2 separate regions of the Anas platyrhynchos genome follow, and region 2 is linked to region 1. The links are chromatin contacts, called in public Hi-C maps. All regions are on one chromosome and are shown on one strand. Each heading gives the region's core, a stretch centred on a gene start, on an enhancer-like site or on the middle of the called end of the contact. The rest is flanking DNA. Distances are from core to core; before and after follow the strand shown. Region 1 holds the start of AKAP5 (A-kinase anchoring protein 5). Region 2 overlaps ZBTB1 (zinc finger and BTB domain containing 1).

Region 1 (4,207 bases), core at 1,532-4,031:
TAATACAAATAAATTGATAAATACTTGCAGTGCTTCTTGGGTTTTAATGTATGCGCTGAGATTAATGAGGAGAATTTATTTCTGTGATTAACTGCATACCGCGGCAGTCCCAGTATTGACAATTATAAGTGATTATTGCAGTAATAAGTTGCCTGCAATGCACCACTATGTGTTCAATTTTCTGTGTTTATTTTTGTTTCTTTTCCTATATGGTGTGTGTCATCTATAGGAAATAAACTACCTGAATTATTCAGTGGGTTTGAGTTACTCGCAGTTGACTGCAAAAGATCTGAATTAAGATGCTAGTTTTATTGACTGCCATGCTTGCAGCTAAATATTTTTGGCTTTCCCTTTCTTTATAGACTTGCCAGGTCCATCTACTTTGATCTACTTCAATCTAAAAACGTTTGGATTTTGGTGAGAACTGGGAGATTGGTGGTGTAGGTGTGCACCAATGTAAGGGTGCATGTGTAGTACACAGATGCTATATATAGAGAGAGCAAGTTATTCAAGAGGGGAGAATAATTATATAAAAATTACCTGGTTGTCACAGAAGCAGAGACAGAGTAATTTAAACTGTCGTAAGAGCATTTGAGAGACATTCACAGCCCCCTAAAATTTCCTTTTTGATGGTGTTCAGCTGAGAAGTTACCGGCAGTCAGGTTTTCTAGGGTGCATGAAGGCCCTGGGGTCAGAAGGGACATTCCCCAGTTATTGCACCAGTCCAAATGCCTGGCTGAAAGTGCCTCTTCACCTGCAGCACCTTGGCGAAGCCTTCCCTTGCAGCAGATTGCCGCAGCTGACGCTGCCAAGACTGCTGTCAGTTCCTACGTTTCATCTTCCTTCTCTCATCTTGCAGAGGCTTCCCTGTTGCACTGCTTTCCCGCAAGTGCTCTGTTCCACCTTCGTTTGATGCTTATGAAAGATGGGATAAGTGCAAATTTATGCTAAGATTAGCCTCCTTTTAGTTCAGCATGAGATCATAGACATGTGCTTGAGAGAGACGGTTCAAGAGGTCGCTAGTCTGCATCCTGCAGGGAGGCAAAGCAGCAGCTCAGGCACTAACTGTCGGAGGGTTTGGTATGCACGGGGGGGACAGGTGGTGACAAAGTGTAAGGGCCAGCAGCAAATAATGGAAAACAGCCCTCAGCATCCCTAGAGGTGAGTGGCAGATGCTTTTCTAACCTGCACTTTAAGCCTAGTAGGAAGTCCCTACCCTACGTCTTGCAGGACTGTTTCATAAATAACATTGGAGTGTTTTTAACTTTCCATTGTGACTAAGTATGGCAGTTAGTTCTTGCCCTATCAAATTGGACACAAAGAATACTTAAATTTCTTAACTGAATGTTGAAAGGTTGTCTTCCCTTCCTGTTGCCTAGAGAAAAAACTAATTATGTACAAATTTGTTTTCTGTAGGCTATCTGTGGGCCCAGAGCCCTTAGCTGGTGTTATGGCCATCCATTCCCCTAGCTGTGCTGTAATAAGAGTCTTGCATCACTTCATCTAAGAAACAATACAGATTTTTTGACTAGCAATGAGGACAAAACAAGGTGTTACTTGGCTGGGTTGCTGCACATCGTTGGTGTGTACCAGAAAGACCCTCAGAGCCTACGGAGGGGCTAGGTTCTTTCAAGCATGAAAGCTTACCCATCATCTGAGCAGATCCTCTGCTTTTGCTGCTGAACCTGTTATCCATTACCCTTGTCTCATACCCTTCAGTGCTACCATCTTCCCCTGAAACGACAGGAATAATTGAATTTTGTGTGAGGTGGTTTCAAAGGGGATTGATTAGAACCTGCCTCCTTCAAACCACCCTGGAGGTAGCGCACGCACGTTAGCAATCCTCATTACCGCTGCCTGCCTCCGCCTGGAACCAGGGGAAATATCCTCGCGCTGAGGGGCCTTGCTCAGCTTTAACGCAGAAGTGTATTGTAATTAGAACCCACTGTGCACCCCGTGGAGAGGAGCCGTTTCCAAATGAAGATTATTATCCTGCGTGAACGCAAGCAAACACATCTCTTAGGGGAGCTTTTAAAATGGCAATTCCTTGTGGTTACATGATACACACTTCTGTCCTACTGGTTGAAATTTCAGCCAAAAGAACCCCTTCTACCTTTTTCCTATGAGCACGCTAGGGAAGGGGGAGGCCATGTATATTTTTCTAAGGCTAGCCTACGCTGGAAGCCACTTGCAGGTTCCAAGTATGCTGCCTCGCCTGGTTTCTTATGTGCAAGCATGCTGTGAAGCAGTTAACATCCTTGAAACATTTGTGGGCGTCAGTAAGCTCCCCGTTGAGATGAATGGGGACATTCAAGCATCTCAAACTACGGTTTCATGTAGTTCTTCCACTGCGCTAGGTAGTCCTTTTTCCAGGGGCCCTCCCATCAATCGTAACAGCTGGAGATGCAATTTTTTAAAGTCAGATCTCAGTAGCTATGAAGAAAAAAGGCCCATGTGAAAGGGGTACTTATCTCTTATTTTGGGGCAAGGATTGGCCTAAATCTAGACCTGGCTGCCCTTACCACCAGCCCTAAATGCGCAGTGACCCAAACAGCATGGGCTTGATGCCAGCAAAGGTTTCAGGTGGGACAAAAACAGCTGTGAGGAGCAAGAGTCTCTTCCTTCCTGCACTGTCAGGACGTACCTGCTCTGCAAACGCCAGCAGCCCCTTCCTCCTGGGTGTGCTCTGCTCCCACCGAGCCTTTTGCTGCTCTTGGGATCCGAGTTGCAAACCGCAGCTCAGGCGCTGGGAGGACCTTGGCCTCGGCTGTAGTTTGCGGTTTGTGCATCTGCTGATGCTCTGCGCGACCTGGGAGGGGAAGAAGGGATGCTCGGGGAAGAGGGCGAGGGCTGCTGCCCTGCGAGCCTCAGGATGCCAGGAGGGAGGGATGCGTCCCCATAAGACGAGGGCATGCTTCCCATAAGAGCCAGGGACGCTGCCTGCCAGGAGATCCGGGGGCTGCCCGGTGAGAGGAGGGATGCTGCTCCCTTTTCCCCATCCCCACGCTCCCGGGGAGGCTGCGAGGCGGCTCCCCCCGAGCATCCCCGGTACCGAGGGCCGGTCGGGGGCTGCTGGGGCGGGGGCCGGGGGGCGGGGGGCTGCCGGCAGCGCCCTCCCCGCCGGCCCGGGGGGCGCGGCTGCAGCGGGAGGCGGCGGCAGCGCAGCCGCGCAGGAGCCGCGCAGGAGCCGCGGCCGGGCCGCGCAGCAGGTGAGGGGCGTGAGGGCGGCGGGGGGCGAGCACCGCGACGGGGACGGGGAGCGGGGGGCCCTGGGGGAGACCCCCCGCTTGGGGCCGCTGCAGCCCCGAGGAGCATCCTCACGTCCCCTCCGAGGGGTTTGGGGACCGGGGGGGCTGGTGGGGATGCGGCGGTGCACGGCGGCTCCCGGTCCGCGCTGAAAATCCCCCACCTATAAAATAAAAAAAACTTCCCGGGATGAGCCGGGCTGTGCCGGGAGCACCGGGTTTGGTGTCCTTCACACGTGCTTCTGGCCGCTGGATGCGTTTTGCGCTTCGGAACGAGCCGGGGAGAGGCAAAGCGGCGCGGTGGGGAAAGCCCCGGCCGGAGCCCGGAGCCCGGAGCCCGGAGCCCGCGATGGGGTCGGCGGCGGGGCCCCGACCCCGGCAGCGCTCCGGGAGCCGCGGCCACAGCCCCGGACGGCGCCGCCGGGAGCGGCCGCGGGAATTGTTCCGCTCCCCGCGGCGGGGCGCGAAGCGCTCCTCAACAATTTCCCCAAGTAGTCGAGACAGCCACCGAGAAGTTGGGCTGCTCGCTGCAATATGCGTTTTTACCTCCCAAAGCGTTCTGACGGTGGTTCGAGGCCTTTTTTTTTTTTTTTTTTTTTTTAAGGGTTACATACATCTTTCTTTTGATGAACACATGCAGTGTTAATTGAGGTTGCCATGGAAGGCATGCACGTAGTATAAATATGCTTCCTTCTAGCCATGTGATTTCTCTTTTGTATTCCACCAGCTTCTTCTTGTATTCTGTGTTTTGCATATTGTCATATGGTGCATTAAAGATAAAAATATCTGCTGTCTCAGAGTGTAATTTCCCTAGCTGGAACTATGAGTGCATATGGAGCTGTGGGGGAAAGATTTAGCTAACCGTAGGAGAAGAAAATATATGCGTGCATGTGTAATATATTTGCCATAATGTGGGCAATTAAAAAAATATAGCTGCTTCTGCCACGCAAAGTAGTATTTTC
Region 2 (3,934 bases), core at 54-2,553, 35 kb after region 1:
TAAACCCTTAAAGCACTTAAGGATCCTTGAGTGTGGACATGTGAGCGTATCACATTAGACAAAGCATAGCCAGAAAGGAACAAGGGCTTGCTGGTTGTTCTGTCTTATATTTTAAAGTGATTTGCTATTCTTATTTCTAGAGGCTTTCTCTTTTCTGTTATTTTCCTCATTTTGGCAGTGGGGTGGGTTGCAATCCTGAAAATAATTTATTAGTAGCTAGCGTAGCTCTTAGATTTCAGGGATTTACTGAAACTCATAAAGACCTTGGGTAAGCTTTAAAATATAACAGAAGCTGCCAAGCTTCTTATTCATATCAGAGGAGATGTTTAATATGTATACACACTTGTAAAATACTTGTAAATGCTTATTGGCAACTTGTTAATTCAAAGAGTATTTACATTTGTGTAGAATAATATTTGTAGCTAGCAGGTCCATGGAGAAACCTTGATTTGGATAGATTAGAATATCACAGAACTGTAAGAATTTATACTTTTACTAGGGGACTTTATTTAACATAGTTAATGGAGAAAATACAATTCAGCATATTTTTATTCAGAGATGAAGACACTTCTGAAGACTGCTGTTCTGCAGAATGTATAACAAATACATTGTTATACAATAGAAAAGAAAAGATACAGAGAAGCGAATACTTTGAGTACGCTACTGTATTTGAACACAGCAGTGCTAAAAACATTGTGAGCATCTCAGCTATTGCTGAGGATACAAGTTAGCTCCTGATGGCAGTGCCAGCCTGGGCACTGGCAGGCCTCTTCTTCTTCCCCACCTCGTGTCAGCTCTCATACCCTTGTGTGTGTGCCACCTTCTCCATTGTCGTGGAGCATGTGTCTATGTCGCTTAACAATGAGCTACGTAGACAATGGACTTTATTTTTCCCTGTGGGGATTTTTTTTTTGGCTGGACCAGTTCCCCATTACGCTTCCCTCCCCGCCTCTGTCTCAAGCCTTGTGCGAGCACAATAGAAGGGGTGGCACGAGGGGAGAAACGAGTGGCTGGGAGGGGGCTCGTTTTCTTACACGAGCTGTGGCAGAACTCGGAGCGTGGCTGGAGCTTAACTAAGTCTCTGTCTCCCCCCAGCATCTTCGTGGAAGCTGCACTCTTAATTCATCTCCCATTTCCTGATAAGGAAAAAAGGCAGCCCAGCCTCTTGCATGCAGATGAGACACATCTATGCTATCTGCCCTCTTTATAGGAATTGGAAACCTTCCTGCGTTCAGCTCACCCCTCAAATATGCTCTGGAGCTTTCTTCGTCTTTCTTGAAATAGACGACGTAGCGCTCCGCGCTGGGTTAGTGCGGTTGGCCCGGGCCTGAGGCCAGGAATGAGCTGGGCCCCTTGGCCAGCCCAGCACCAGGAACTGCTCCCACCTTCCCCTGCTCTCTGTGCCCTCCGGCTGCAGCTGGACCCTGCTCTCATGCTGCCACGCTTTTCTATATCTTGTGATACTAGGAGACAGTTGTCCGGTTTGGTCTGATGTTGAGAGATTGGGGTAATTCCTTTTAAAGCTAAGGAGGTGCTGGCAATATCTGTTCAAACCCCAGCATGCCTGCTTCTGGATTTTAGGTGCTTCCCGATCTGAAAGGGTTAAAAATCAAATATTCTCAATTGGTTTGAAGCTTGTCACTGACTTAAAGATGGAGCATGACTAATTTGACTTTATAAAAGTCTGCTGAGGGCCAGAAATTAGGAACATGTTTTTAAAAGCTGACATTTCTGTAGTTCTCATGGCTATAAACCAGTTTTCTGCATTATCATCCAACTTTCAAAAAACCTCCTAAAAAAATTGCTGTGCAGTATGCTCTTGAGACAAGTTAGTAAGCTGAGTTTTTGAAGGTGTAAGATGCCAAAAAAAAAAAACAGGACAAGTTTTATAAATTATGTGTCTTCTGCCACTTCTACAGTTACTTTACAATTCTGGAACTAATTGTGATGTTATGTTTTCATGAAGAAAGACAAATCCTAATTTGATACAGGGCAACCGACCGCATGACTCAGGAGTCAGCTTGTCATGACTATAAATGTTCAGCCCCGAAACGAACAGCCCGTGTTCCTTCTTGTGTGCTAGGATGACCACTGCCAACTTTACAGGAGAGATGCTATCAGATCTTTCTTTGGATCATTTTTGTCCTCAACTGTCTTCTGTCTTTTTAATTGAAGTCAATATTGGGCATCATGTTTTTAGAGAAACTGTTTCCTGTATACATTTGCTATTAAAAAGCAGTTGAAAATGTATTTTTAAAGTTTCAGATTAGTGTGTGTAAGGGAACATATTGAAATTATAAGAAGGGCAAACAAAGACCAGATTTTAACTGCCCCTTTGTTTCACATTGCCAGCCTGCCACGCCTCATCCCGAGAACCTAGGATTTCAGAAGTGTCCAGTATCTTTGATTTTCTTGTAAGTCAGAGGGATACCTCTGTTGTGCACTATGGTCTTACGCCCCATATTAATAATCATTTTCTAAAATACACATCTGTCTCATGGTGTATTAAAACATACAACTTTAACTTTTACCATTCGGAGAAAACAAACAAAAAAAGTTTAATCCTTTCTTATGCCTTCTGGCATACTAAAACTATAGTAAATCTTCCTGCAACTACAACCACAAAAACAATGCTGTTTCTCATGTTTCCTGTGGGAGAAAAAAAATTGAGCCCTTTCAGAGCTGTTTAAGAACTTCCCTCTCAATGACTAAGTCTTGATGCTGGTGTTGTTTTTACTTACTGTGATTTGCATCAATGAGATTTTGGGGTGTGTGTGTGTGTGTATAGATATAGTAAATGAGATGATCTCAGACAAGTGTGCCTTGTGGTTCTGCAGACATCCAAGGACTCCTGAGAGGGAATGAGAAGCGAGCATTCCTCAAAGGTCTCAAAATCCCAGAAGCTGGGTGGACTGTCGGAAATCCACTGGGAAATCCAGGGCTTTCTGTAAATCCTTGGTTTCCAAACCTGTCTGTAAGGCAAAGTGTCAATGCATTGCCAAGGTCTCTGCAGCAGTACTGTTGCCAGCATGAAAGATGCAAAAAACAGACCTTCCCTTGGGCTTGTTTTCTTTCTCCCCTGTTACAAGGTTTTTATGTTAAAAAATCATCCTTTCAGCTTTTCTGTTTGCAAAGGCGAGGGCTAAAAATTTGCCTTTTTCTTACATGTTCATTTGAACCTACTGCTTTAAAAAATAAATGATAAAAGTAGTGCGAGTTGGTGACTCAGTGATACCTATTCTCTCCTTTTTTAGGTAACTGTCCCACTACACTGGGGATGGTTACCAGAGGGGCATCTGCTTATGAGTCCCCAGAAAATTAATAGGAAAAATAACGTGATGGTCTCTCCGTGGAAAACAAAACAGAACACAAGACCATGAGTTTGTGGAAATACCAATACATTGACTAAAAATAGGGGGTTCTGAGTATCATAGATTAATTTTGGTTTTGGCAATAGATATACCATGCCTGTGGTGTCTGCCACACTCCTTTCTTTTGTAAAAGTCATTGTTAGAGCATTTATTTGGGGTGTGAAAGATGGTGCTTCTCTTCTGTCCCTGCCTACAGGGTTTCTACATCCCCTGAGAGAGTTTCAGCTAACAAACTGCTGAGATTCTGGTTTTTAGCCATTGGTTATTTAATTATTTATACAAAGGAGAAGTATTTTGAGATGAAATCTACAATATCTTTCCTTCAGCAGAAGGAAAAATACAGCAGGATTGTAGGGGGGAAATACAGGGAAGTGATCCTGGGAACTGATCTTAGTACCTCCCATAGCCCAGGAGAGCTCAGATCTCTCAGCTGTGTTGCTATCAGATAGATTAAACCTAATTTTTGTGCACTTACACGTGCTGTAAAGCCCAGCACCAATTACAGTCTGGGTGCCTGGACGTGTGAGGGTAAGCCCCACCTAGGCTGCTTTCAGGCGGGGTTG

Evidence for each region. Hi-C and Micro-C count contacts between places; a contact is called where the count stands out from the background.
Region 2: a Hi-C map of subcutaneous adipose tissue shows a contact between it and region 1, with 1.9 times the contacts expected there. The contact joins the enhancer-like site here to the promoter of AKAP5 in region 1. A contact is called at or near these places in 3 of 8 Hi-C or Micro-C datasets (liver, skeletal muscle and subcutaneous adipose tissue).

The regions. Positions count from the first base shown.
Region 1 is chr5:7,851,494-7,855,700 of IASCAAS_PekinDuck_T2T, forward strand. AKAP5 (A-kinase anchoring protein 5) reads left to right here and starts at 2,782. Exons shown (of 2, transcript XM_027458023.3): 1 at 2,782-3,209. It overlaps MTHFD1 (methylenetetrahydrofolate dehydrogenase, cyclohydrolase and formyltetrahydrofolate synthetase 1), which reads left to right. Exons shown (of 28, transcript XM_027458022.3): 28 at 1-253.
Region 2 is chr5:7,887,743-7,891,676 of IASCAAS_PekinDuck_T2T, forward strand. ZBTB1 (zinc finger and BTB domain containing 1) reads left to right here. Exons shown (of 4, transcript XM_038180707.2): 3 at 2,353-2,414. Among named protein-coding and RNA genes, the nearest start is that of HSPA2, 12 kb to the right of the region's middle. Within about 2 kb of position 1,304, at least 4 of the 8 cell types and tissues checked have an H3K27ac peak or open chromatin away from gene starts, as enhancers often do. A contact at or near this core is called in subcutaneous adipose tissue, where this site is marked.